2 separate regions of the Mus musculus genome follow, and region 1 is linked to region 2. A link is a contact called in public HiChIP or PLAC-seq data. All regions are on one chromosome and are shown on one strand. The core of a region is the stretch at or near the end of the contact, and the rest is flanking DNA. Distances in the headings are between cores, read along the strand shown.

The links. HiChIP or PLAC-seq counts read pairs in DNA pulled down with a chosen protein or histone mark.
Region 1: a contact with region 2 is called in an H3K27ac HiChIP or PLAC-seq map of embryonic fibroblasts, with 37 read pairs. The contact joins two enhancer-like sites. A contact is called at or near these places in 1 of 39 promoter capture datasets (stem cell-derived epiblast-like cells), 1 of 15 datasets of contacts at CTCF or cohesin (CD8 T cells), 34 of 484 Hi-C or Micro-C datasets (8-cell embryo, the AML12 cell line, B cells and 27 more), 13 of 115 datasets of contacts at active chromatin or transcription factors (CD8 T cells, the HPC-7 cell line, T-cell acute lymphoblastic leukemia and 10 more) and 1 of 9 other capture datasets (embryonic stem cells).

What each region holds. Positions count from the first base shown.
Region 1 is chr12:69,457,488-69,460,206 of GRCm38.p6, reverse strand. No RefSeq gene overlaps it. Among named protein-coding and RNA genes, the nearest start is that of Gm40434, 2.9 kb to the left of the region's middle. Within about 2 kb of position 1,411, at least 198 of the 459 cell types and tissues checked have an H3K27ac peak or open chromatin away from gene starts, as enhancers often do. A contact at or near this core is called in the G1E-ER4 cell line, the HPC-7 cell line, embryonic fibroblasts and 1 more, where this site is marked.
Region 2 is chr12:69,388,972-69,391,758 of GRCm38.p6, reverse strand. No RefSeq gene overlaps it. Among named protein-coding and RNA genes, the nearest start is that of Arf6, 18 kb to the right of the region's middle. Within about 2 kb of position 1,483, at least 40 of the 459 cell types and tissues checked have an H3K27ac peak or open chromatin away from gene starts, as enhancers often do. A contact at or near this core is called in the G1E-ER4 cell line, the HPC-7 cell line, embryonic fibroblasts and 1 more, where this site is marked.

The DNA.
Region 1 (2,719 bases), core at 162-2,661, 69 kb before region 2:
GTATGTGTTGTGAATGTTGTACATGTGTGTGATGCATGTATTGTGGTGTATGTATGTGTTTGTGTGCGGTGTATGTGTTTGTTTCTGTGTGTTGTGTATGTTGTATATGTATGTGGTGTTTGTGTGTGATGTATGTGTGTGTTTCTGTGTGTTGTGTATGTTGTATATGTGTGTGTTTGTGTGTATTGTGTATGTTGTATATGTGTATATGATATGTGTGTGGTGTATGTGTGTGTTTGTGTGTATTGTGTATGTTGTATATGTGTATATCATATATGTGTGTGTTTGTGTGTATTGTGTGTGTTGTATATGTGTATATCATATATGTGTGTGGTATATGTGTGTGTTTGTGTGTACTGTGTATGTTGTATATGTGTATATCATATATGTGTGTGTGGTGTATGTGTGTGTTTGTGTGTATTGTGTGTGTTGTATATGTGTATATCATATATGTGTGTGTGGTGTATGTGTGTATGGCACACATGTATGAGCATTAGGTGTCCTGCTTTATCACTCTCTACCCCATTCCCGTGAGGCAGGTTATTGTCATTGAACTTGGGCTCCCATTTTTTTCTACCTGGTAACCCACAAGTTCCAGTGATCCTTTTGCCTCAGTCCTCCTTATACCGGAGTCGTGACTGCACAACCCAGCTCTCATGTAAGTGCTGGGACCTGTACTCTGTCCTCAGGCCTACGCAGCAAGCACTTGTAAGCCCTGAGCTGTCACTCCAGTGTGTGTGGTATGTGCGTACACACACAGACACACACATACACACACACACGCCCAGAGTGATCAAGTTCAGAGGGGTATAAAACAATGTTCCCAAGGGATTAGGGGTGAGAAAAAATAAATTATTGCTTGTTGGTACAGTTTCTGCGTAGATTTTTTTTTATGTTCAAGAAATCTTAATAGTCACACAACACCAAAGATGTGTTTAATGCCAATGATTTGCACACTTAAGAATGATTAAAATTGCCAGGCATGGTGGTACACAACTTTATTCCCAGCTCTCAGGAGGCAAGCAGATATCTGTGTGGGTTTGAAGCCAGTTTGGCCTACATACCAAGTTCTAGGCCAGCCAGAGCCTCAGATCCTGTGTAAGAACAGCAACAAAATAATGGTTCAGTGATATTGTTCCTCAGAACAAAGATTGACCTCTGGCATTCTCAAACACACAACCCACAGAAATATGCACATGCGCCTGCACGCTCATGCACGCGCACACACGCACACACATGTACGTACACACACACACACACACACACACACACACACACACACACACACAGAGTTAATAAAACCTGAAGAGGTAGGCTTTGTTTGCATGAGAGGAACTGATGAGGCAGACCTTTAAACTCTTTGTGAGTTTATTTTAGGCTCTCCTTGCTTTGCCGCCTTCCGTTCCTGCCTGCTTGGTGGAGCAGAGCAGCTAAGACTCAGTCAGAGGATGCTCTAGGGGAAGGGCTCCCAGTGATCCTCACTGCTGCCTGCCTCTTCTGGGACATTTATCATCTGCTTTATTCCAGTTCTTCAGCTCTTGGGAGTAACACCCGAGCATCCTCCAGCTCCCTACGTGTGTGTTAAGCCAGAATTTGTGGGATGGAAATATTATTGCAGGATTCCTTCCATCCCTATCGTCTGTTTACTTTCCCTTCCTGTGTATTTCATAACATGGTGCAGAGGAGTCTGACTCAGCACGTACAATCGTCTGTGCGATGCTTGCCACTTCCTCGTGACCTACTTTATACCCAGTTGCTCATTCTGGCATTTGGAGTTCAAGTTTCAAAAAAAATCCTTTTCTAAATAACTGAAATATGTTTCTGAGGGAGAAAGAGAATAGAAAACGCAGTGTTGGAGGGCTTGCAGCAACCCTCAAAAGACCCCAGATGGGGTGTTCCAGATCAGCCCGAGGCTTCCTGTCTCGCCTGCAAAAGCTCCCACGCTTTACCCTCTCCTGTTACCCACAGCTGTCTCTTCACGTGCTCTTCTGCTCTTACTATCATTTCCCTCCTAGGAGATCCCCCATCTGTCACCAGGTGCTCATCCTTGCTACTGGGAGACTCACCACTGAGCTTTCTCTCCCCTGGGAGTGTACAGCCTGGGTCTGGAGCAGGGATCCCAGTTCCTGGATGACCAGCACTGTAGAAGCTCCCCCCAGATAATTCTGAATTGTAACCTCAGGCTCCGTTTTTGAGCATCACTGAGACCGGGGGAAAGGAGTAGGATACCTCATGGTCTACTTCAGAAACCACAAAGCATTGAGGGACCCTAGGAAAAGGAGACTGGGGTGGTCTGAGAGATGAAGGGAAAGTGCCCTGGACCAGTGGGGAAGCACAACAGGTTCTGTGGGTGGTGGGGCCATTCCTCACAGAATGTGAGGGTAAGACTTTGGGTCCTGCTCCTCCCACCAACAGCCTTGAAATGCAGACGACACTTGCCTCTGTGAGGCAAAGATATACAGTGATCTACCTAGTAACAGAGGTCTTGGACAAGGCCTTGCTTGACCCACCAGTCTTCCCGTCATGACGATATTATCTGCTCTAGGGCTGAGTTAACATGTAGAAACCTGGGATTTCTGGGACAGGGAATCTTGCAAGAATTACTGAATGGTCCTTGTGGAGAGTGAATAGTATGGTTTTCCTTTAAAGTGGCTGACTTTGACCGTGGGCAATACGGGTACCTTGTACATTTGATCCAGGGTGTCTGAGCATCACTGCA
Region 2 (2,787 bases), core at 234-2,733:
AAAAGCTTAAGAGAGTAAGAGAGAGAGTAAGAGAGAGTGAGAAGAGAGAGATGGGGCCAAGCAGCCCCTCTTATGGTGTGGGCTGTTATCTTGCTGTTGCTAGGTAACTGGGAGGAGTCTAGCCTGAAGGTCAGAAGCTTGAGACATTGTCTATGTGACTACTAGCCACATGCTTCTGTGGGGGCTGTGGGAGCAGTAACTTCGACAGGAGCCAGGTGTCCAGGAAACACGAGGGAACGCCTTCCACCCATGTAGGTGAATTATCACCACCAGGTCTTACCCAGGTTCCACACCTCAGCTTCACTGGAGACCAGACTGTCTGTGCATAGCCCATTGCCCCACATTAACTTTGGCTGTAGAGTGTAGTAGCTATGTTAATGATCAACTCTTCAGTCTTATGAAGCCAACATGAAGAACCCAATGCTGAATTTTTTTTCTTGTTTCAGTAATAAGTAAAATAATTACAGAAACCAAAAAAACTCAGATGAGCAGTGGTAGAAGCCTAAACAACAGAGTGGCGCTGAATGTACCAAACTCTATCAGATTGATGAACACAAGGATTTAGGAGTCAAGAAGAGACTGTGGGCAAATCACAGGATCTACCCTATCAGCTTGGATGTCGCTGTCACTAAACAAGATGAAGCTATGAAATAAAATGGGGTGTGTTGGTATAAGAAGGCTGAGGCAGTAGGATTGCTGCAAGTTCTAGGGCTATAAAGAAAAACCTTGTCTCCCCCCTGCCCCCAGGACTGAGTAGAATAAGGCAAAGAAAAGGATAAGAACTATCTCTTAGATACACTGCTTAGACGCATCCACTGAGTAGAACCTGGAACCCCAAGCCAAGGCACAAGAACTGAAAATTCAAGGCCTTTCTAGGCTACAAGCCAGACTTCCTTCTCAAGAAAAAAAAAAAAGTCCACTGAGATATCCAAAAAGTGGATGGCTGTTGAGTACCAGAATATAAAGTATAGAGCTTAGAAATAAATATGGCGACCTACACCATCACCAAAGACAGCTTTAGTGTTGTAAGGAAATAAGATTGCCCGGGGAAGGTAAAATGAAAGGTGTAATATTGCCTAGAAATTCACATTTTCCTCCAAAATTCAACCCCCAGACACACTGTCTTCTAGCATCATCTACACATACCAGAATGTTCCACTGGACATCAGACTGCCATCTCAACTGTGAACGAATTTATTCTATTGTAGGTCAAGCTGGTTGCTGTTGGAATTAGCTATGCCACATTGAGTGGCATTTCACAGGTGCACAGTCACAGCTGCTCATGGTCTTCTCGCCTCCCTGTGCATTTACTTATAACCCAGATCGCCAGCTAGAGTTCTCACACGCTCCTTCACATCTCATTTCCCTATCCCAAGCCCTTCTGCACTGCCCAGGTATTACAACCAGCCTAAGCCCCACCCTCACTTTCCAATGCTCCTTAACACTGTCCTCCACCTAAAAGGGCTGGGCTCCTCCTAGCAGCTATCCTCTGCTACCTGTTCTATGGAGACCAGCCCACAGTTACACAGCCCACAGTTACACAGCTGCTATTAAACAAAGTTTCTAGGTGGTTGTGGCACCACCCACCTGTAGTCTCAGCGTGTGGGAAGCTGACTAATCCAGGAAAATTGCCAAGAATCCAAGGCCAGCCTAGGCTACATAGTAGCAGGCAAGCCGGATACTTAGCAAAACAAAAACAAAACAATAAAATTAAAAACAAAACAAAACAACACAGAAAAACGTAAAACCCCTCCCCCCCAAAAAAAAACTTCCAAAAGATGTCAGTTCCTAAACTGCAATATGTTTACATTGTTATAGGCATTTTATTCTCCTTTGCTAAAACTAGAAAATGGGCAGTTCTACAGCTTTAATAAATTTACCGAGTACTTTCCCTCTAAAAACAGAAGAGCAACTTATCAGAGCGGAGCACACAGTGCTACCTTCTGTCCTGATTTGGGCAGATAACCATCTCATCCTAAATAAGCATCCACTGAATGCTAGCGATTCCCACCTCCCAATAGCTCCACTGCTGCTAAGTCCCATGCCAGCCAGTGGGCGGACTTAATTACCAGATCATATGGGAACTCTGTGATAGCATTCCAAAGAAGTGCCAAACTTATCCCTAAACTGGCTGCAGCGTTTTCCAGTCTAGAATAACTAGTTTTTATGTGTGGAATGATCATGCAAATTCTTTAACCCGAGTTTCCCCTCATTTGTCAAATGAGAGAGTTCCAGAACAAAGATTAACATTTATTGAGTACTTACAGGCACCAGCCTTGGTCTAGATACTTTACATGGTTGGCTGACTTTATTTCCTGTAGTAAGTCCTAAGATAACAGGACACCGTTACATTTCAATTTCAGAGTTTTCTTTTTTTTCAAAGTCAATACAGTAACAACCCTTTCAACTGTTGCCCAAAGTCTTTTGGAGTTAGATGCTGCTATGGTCCAGAACTGAGCCCCCAATCAAGAACTGCTGGTAATTTCAGGTACTTAGAGAAGTCCAAGCAATAATAAAGAAAAACATAATGGGTTTGATAATGAATGGCTTTTATCCCAGCCCTCGGGAGGCAAAGGCAGGTGGGTTCCTCTGAGTTCAAAGCCAGCCTGGTCTACATGGTGAGCTCCAGGCTAGCCAGGGCTACACAGTGAGGCTAGTAGATAGACCCTGTCTCAAAACAAACAAACAAAACACTTAAGAAAATATAGTTCCGGGGCTAGAGAGCTGGCTCAGCGGTTAAGAGCATTGACTGCTCTTCCAGAGGTCCTGAGTTCAATCCCCAGCAAC